Regions from separate parts of the Anas platyrhynchos genome. Here region 2 is linked to region 1. The links are chromatin contacts, called in public Hi-C maps. All regions are on one chromosome and are shown on one strand. The core of a region is the stretch at or near the end of the contact, and the rest is flanking DNA. Distances in the headings are between cores, read along the strand shown.

What was found. A called contact is a pair of places that touch in the nucleus more often than the background predicts.
Region 2: a Hi-C map of subcutaneous adipose tissue shows a contact between it and region 1, with 3 times the contacts expected there. The contact joins two enhancer-like sites. A contact is called at or near these places in 2 of 8 Hi-C or Micro-C datasets (skeletal muscle and subcutaneous adipose tissue).

What each region holds. Positions count from the first base shown.
Region 1 is chr5:66,046,909-66,049,496 of IASCAAS_PekinDuck_T2T, reverse strand. It overlaps MICAL2 (microtubule associated monooxygenase, calponin and LIM domain containing 2), which reads right to left. Exons shown (of 36, transcript XM_072039424.1): 29 at 2,353-2,450; 30 at 1-174. Among named protein-coding and RNA genes, the nearest start is that of PARVA, 27 kb to the left of the region's middle. Within about 2 kb of position 1,281, at least 1 of the 8 cell types and tissues checked has an H3K27ac peak or open chromatin away from gene starts, as enhancers often do. A contact at or near this core is called in subcutaneous adipose tissue, where this site is marked.
Region 2 is chr5:66,341,652-66,344,239 of IASCAAS_PekinDuck_T2T, reverse strand. No RefSeq gene overlaps it. Among named protein-coding and RNA genes, the nearest start is that of RASSF10, 30 kb to the left of the region's middle. Within about 2 kb of position 1,314, at least 3 of the 8 cell types and tissues checked have an H3K27ac peak or open chromatin away from gene starts, as enhancers often do. A contact at or near this core is called in subcutaneous adipose tissue, where this site is marked.

The DNA of each region.
Region 1 (2,588 bases), core at 32-2,531:
ATTTCCACGAGGGATCCGTGGAGAACCTCTGGCCCTGCTCTGAAATGGACAATGAGGCATGTAGAGATGGACATCTTCATGCATCTCTCTGACTTTTTCTTTTCTTTGAGATACTGGGCTGTAGCGTTGGACGTGTCCTCTTGTAACTTTTGGTGGATTCTTGTAAGAAGTCAACTGTCAAGTGTAAGGGAAAAAAGTTAACTGGTGTTAGAAAAATATAGTTTACTGTATCTTTTATTCTATATAATATTTCAATCAATTTAAATATTAACATGATACTATCATAATTTTTTATATATAGATACACACACATACATAGATGACAATACAGTAAGAAAAAAAAAAGAAAGCTTTTCTCCCTAAAGGGATAATATTTACCTAGGAGAGGAGATCTAATATTCTATGGGAAGTTTTAATAGTCTGCAAATAACGTAATTCTACTAAGAATCTGTCATGTCTTTATGAATCATCTTCAACGTTTTCCTTGGAAAGAAAGAGTCCTACCTACAGGAAAATACACAAAGTCGATCTGCTCTATTCTCCTGCGTACGTTTCAGTTGCATCACATTACAGTTTACAGCAAGCAGAGGAGGCCATAATCCATCCTCTCCAACCACTTTTATAATATTGTATGCTCACATGGTGCAGGTACAAATGAATGAAGTAACCCAGAAATAATTGTAAAATGCAAGATGGTAGTTTAAACAATTCAATTAGTTCTCTTTTATTATTTTTTTTTCCTTTGGTGAAGATTTAAATTAATTACTCCAACCACTAAAACATTCTGCTGTAGACAGTAACAAGAATAAGTGCCCACATTACCTAGCCAACAGACCAAAACTACAGTTTTTTTTTCTTTTTAAAAGGTGGGGCATTTTATCCTCAATGCTATGAGATAACGGATGGCTAGAAGATTTAATTCCTGTTTCCACTTCTATGCCAGATTCCCAAATTCACATGCGTAAAGCCATTAATCTAACTTCTCATTTCCTAGATGCATAGGAAGTCGCATAGGAAGTAAGGTAATAATGATTACTTTCTGCTTCGTAGTTGTATTTGATGACTGAAATTAACACTGGCCAGGATCTCAGATAAAAACATGAGAAACACCAATAAATGAATAAACACCCACTTAATATCTCTTTAGAGTAAGAGAAATGCTGCCAAGCGATATGTGTCAAGTGGAAATCGCAGCATGACGATCATCTCTCCTTGTGTGCAGCATGGCCAGGCAGCATTGTGCTGCTCTGCCCTCCAGGGACACTCCCTTCCTGGCCCTATTGTGCTGGACCGGATTTCAGCTAGCACCATGGATGTTGAAGATTCGATTTTTTTGGAACACAGACCCTGAGGTCAAGCAATTTTAATCACTTTAACCCAAGGGTGAGGACAACAGGCTAGGACACAGAGGACTTGGCCTGGCTCTTAGTCAGGGGGACGGACTGTGCTCTGCTCATGACTGTTGGTCATGACTTCTGCTACAGTGTTATGCTTGCAACAGGCCCACCCTTCCTCATCCAAAGCAGAAACTACAAAAGGAAGCCTAGGACTTGTAGGAACCTGAAGATGCTCACGAGCTGGGGGAGGTGTAGAGTCAAGAGCTTGCTGTGAATTAGGAAAAGAAGTCTTCTGCCCATCTAATGCTAGTGGTAAACATCAGACACGTACATCTAAGGGCACTAGCAGCCTAAAGTCTCCCCATCTCCTTTGCTAGGTTTCCTCTGGCCAGTGCTATGCAACTGCTTGACACCTCACCTCAGCTCTCAGATCTGCTCTCTAAGACCAGTGCTGGCACTTGCCTCTCATCCCATAGCACAGCAACAGAGGGAGCATTTAAACCATCTGGATGTGATACCCTCTTACTGCCCCAGTACTGACATGTGTCCTTTTGCCCAACACACACCACCTGAAGACCCACCTCCCATCCAGACCTATGAGCATGTGGCTAGACCAACAGCTAGCTCAGGAGCACCAAGAGCCAGAGATCTGGGGTTTGCTCTCCTTTGAGAAAAAACTGTGGCACAAAGCAAATGCCAGTGGCAACTAAGCCCTGTGTTGTGAAGGAAGCTTACATATTGGCTGACACAAGAGGTTAGTGTCCAAATCTCAGCATGATCAAAGTCTTAGTCTCACAGAAAGCAAATGTGACTTAGCCACGTGATTTGGGAATGGTTATACCAATCAGAGCAGAATCTCTTCCCTATGTATAACAGCATAACTCCAACTTTTGCTGGTTACTGAGAGTACCAAAACTATGTAAAAGAGCAAAGGATGCTCAGACAATCCTGCTGCAAGCAGGCATGTCCCAACAGTAGTAGCGCTAGTGCTACTCTGATCAATTCTCTTTCATACCTGTGTTTGGAACTGATCCTCTCTGAGATCACTTTGACAGCTGGCTGAGCTCTCCTTCCAGTGTAGCCCAGGTTTCTTGTTAGAAAGCAGAGGGAAATCTGCCAAAAAACACCACCACCACATTTTTACTATCATATTCACATTATTACCTTAAATAAAATTCACAATTAAAGAACGACAATAAAAAGTTAAAGAGTCATCTGGATACAGTTTTACCCTGAAGAGCTGACCTACAG
Region 2 (2,588 bases), core at 65-2,564, 290 kb before region 1:
AATCCTGAAGAGAATAAAGAAAGTAGAAAAAAACAAGCTCTCTGTATTGTATTCATATAGCAGCCCTGAACTTTGCAAGTGTTGTGAACTCTTCATGCAGTCAGAGAAATGTGCTATATTTTCTTTTAAAAGCCATTGGCAATGTAGCTGTACTGGTTGCATAGACATACTGTTTTTCGACCATGGCTCTGTGCTGCTGCTTGCTCTGGCTCTCAACACTGAGTCTAGAGCACTGGAGAGGCACTCGCCAACAAGCTGGCTGCTGTCCAGTGGAGAAAGGGGGGTTGCTGGTGCCTGCCTGCATGAGGTTGTTTGTTTCTGCAATTGTGCACCCTAGTCAGTGCTGACACTTCCCCTAGTTTTATGATTCAGCTCAGTGTTTAGTATTGGCCTAAGAGCCAGACCCGGAGGACTGCATGAGATGTAGAGACCTTATGATTATACATACTGAAGGGGATGTTTTCCATTCTCTTGAGTACAGCAGATTGGAAACACCAAAAAGTAAAGCAAAATTCCTTGAAATCATTCTTTTAAAAATTCCTATCATATGATTTTTGGATGCATGGCATAGTTTCTGGCTGGTTGAAGTTGACAATACCGCATTCATCTGTTTTCAGTTCAGCCATGGTAAAGTCAGTCTGCTTTGGCACTGCCTGCCTCTCTGAGCTCCCTTGTGTGCCAATGCAGCGCAGATGTAGCAGCAAAATGTTACTTCATGGTGCTTTTTGCTCACTGGCTTGGCAAATCGCTTGCACTAACCCAATCACATATTGGCGATGGGTTGTGTTCAATGCAGACGATGCATCTGGATGTGGTGGCTTTTGGGGAGAAAAGCCCTGCTACAGGGAGATGCCTCCTACCTGTTGACCTGGCTGATGAAGCATGAGCACACTGCTGGAAAGTTTGTTAGCTCTCTCTTGCAGCGCTGTGATTTGTACCGGGTACCAGGCAGATGGGAACAGAGAAAGGTGGCCAGTGGGTACAGTGTCTTGCATAATAAAGATAGCGAGCACTCAGAAGCAGGTCTTTGAACCATCCAGGGTGGAGAGGTAGAGGAGCTACTGATTCACCATCAGATTCACAGTTGTCAGCCCTGAAGGATGCACTGTGATAATCTAATCTGATCTCCTATGTGGTATAAATTGTGGAATTTCCCTGGCTTCATTTCTGCTCCGCACTCGCCCTGCTGTCCTGGTTTCAGCTAGGATAGAGTTAATTTTTCTCCTAGTAGCTAGGGTGTTATGTTTTGGGTTAGGATGAGAAGAGTGCTGATAACACGCTGATGTTTTAATTGTTGCAGAGCAGTGCTTACACCAAGCCAAGGACGTTTCAGCTTCTTGCTCTGTCCTGCCAGCGGGCAGGCTGGGGGTGCAGCAGGAGCTGGGAGGGGACAGACCCAGCACAGCTGACCCAAACTGGCCAAAGGGGTATTCCATCCCATCTGGGGTCATGCTGAACAACAGATAGGGGTGGCTGGCCAGGGTGGGGGGCCAGCTGCTTGGGGTTAGGCTGGGCATCAGTCAGCGGGTGGTGAGCAATTGCATTGTGCATCACTTGTTTCATACACATTATTAGTAGTAGTACTATTATCATCATTATTGTTATTATTATTATTGTTGTTGTTATTACTTTCCTGTCTTAATAAACTGTCTTTATCTCAACTCACAGGTTTCACTTTCCCGCTTCTCTCCCCCAATCCCAGAGAGGGAGGGGGGAGGGTGAGCGAACGGCTGTGTGGTGCTTAGCTGCCGGCTTGTTAAACCACAACACCTGCCCACCAGTGCGATCCCACCTCAGGTCAAAGGCTTTGAGCTGGCAGCCCCAGCGCAGCGCCGGGGCCCGCCGGCGGCCACCAGCCCTCGGACGCGCCGCGTAGGGAGCGCGCCCCGGAGAGTAGCCCCGAGGCCGGGACCGCTGGGTGTCGCTGCGGGGCTGCGGAAAGCAGGGCCGAGCTGCTCCGCTCCGCCTCTGCCGCCGCGCAGTGGCCGTGCCGGGCAGGACTTGGCCCGCCGGAGGCAAGGGGTGGGAAACGCTGCAGGGCGTTTGCATGGTCCGGGTGTTGGGGCCAGCTTCTGCGCTCGGTTATTCCGGGAAATTCATAAGTTGCGTCCTTGTAACCAGCTTTTGATGTCATCTTCCTTCCAGAGGCGTTTTAAATCAAAAGATGGACTGCTTTTCAGTCTGGAGCAAGACTGGGCATGAGGAACAATGGCTTTACCGTGAAGGTGGTCAAACACAGGAACAGGCATCCTAGGTTGATGCCCCAGGCCTGCTACTGTTTAGGAGGCACTTGGATAATGCCCTCATTAATGTGCTTGAACTTACATTTAGCCCTGAGGTGGTCAGGCAGTTGGACTTAGTGATCTTTGAAGGGCCCTTCCAACTGAACTCTTCTATTCTGTCCTGTCCTGTCCTGTCCTATCCTATCCTATCCTATCCCATCCGATCCCATCCCATCCCATCCCATCCCATCCCATCCCATCCCATCCCATCCCATCCCATCCCATCCCATCCCATCCCATCCTATCCTATCCTATCCTATCCTATCCTATCCTATCCTATCCTATCCTAAAAAAGATGTACAGTGT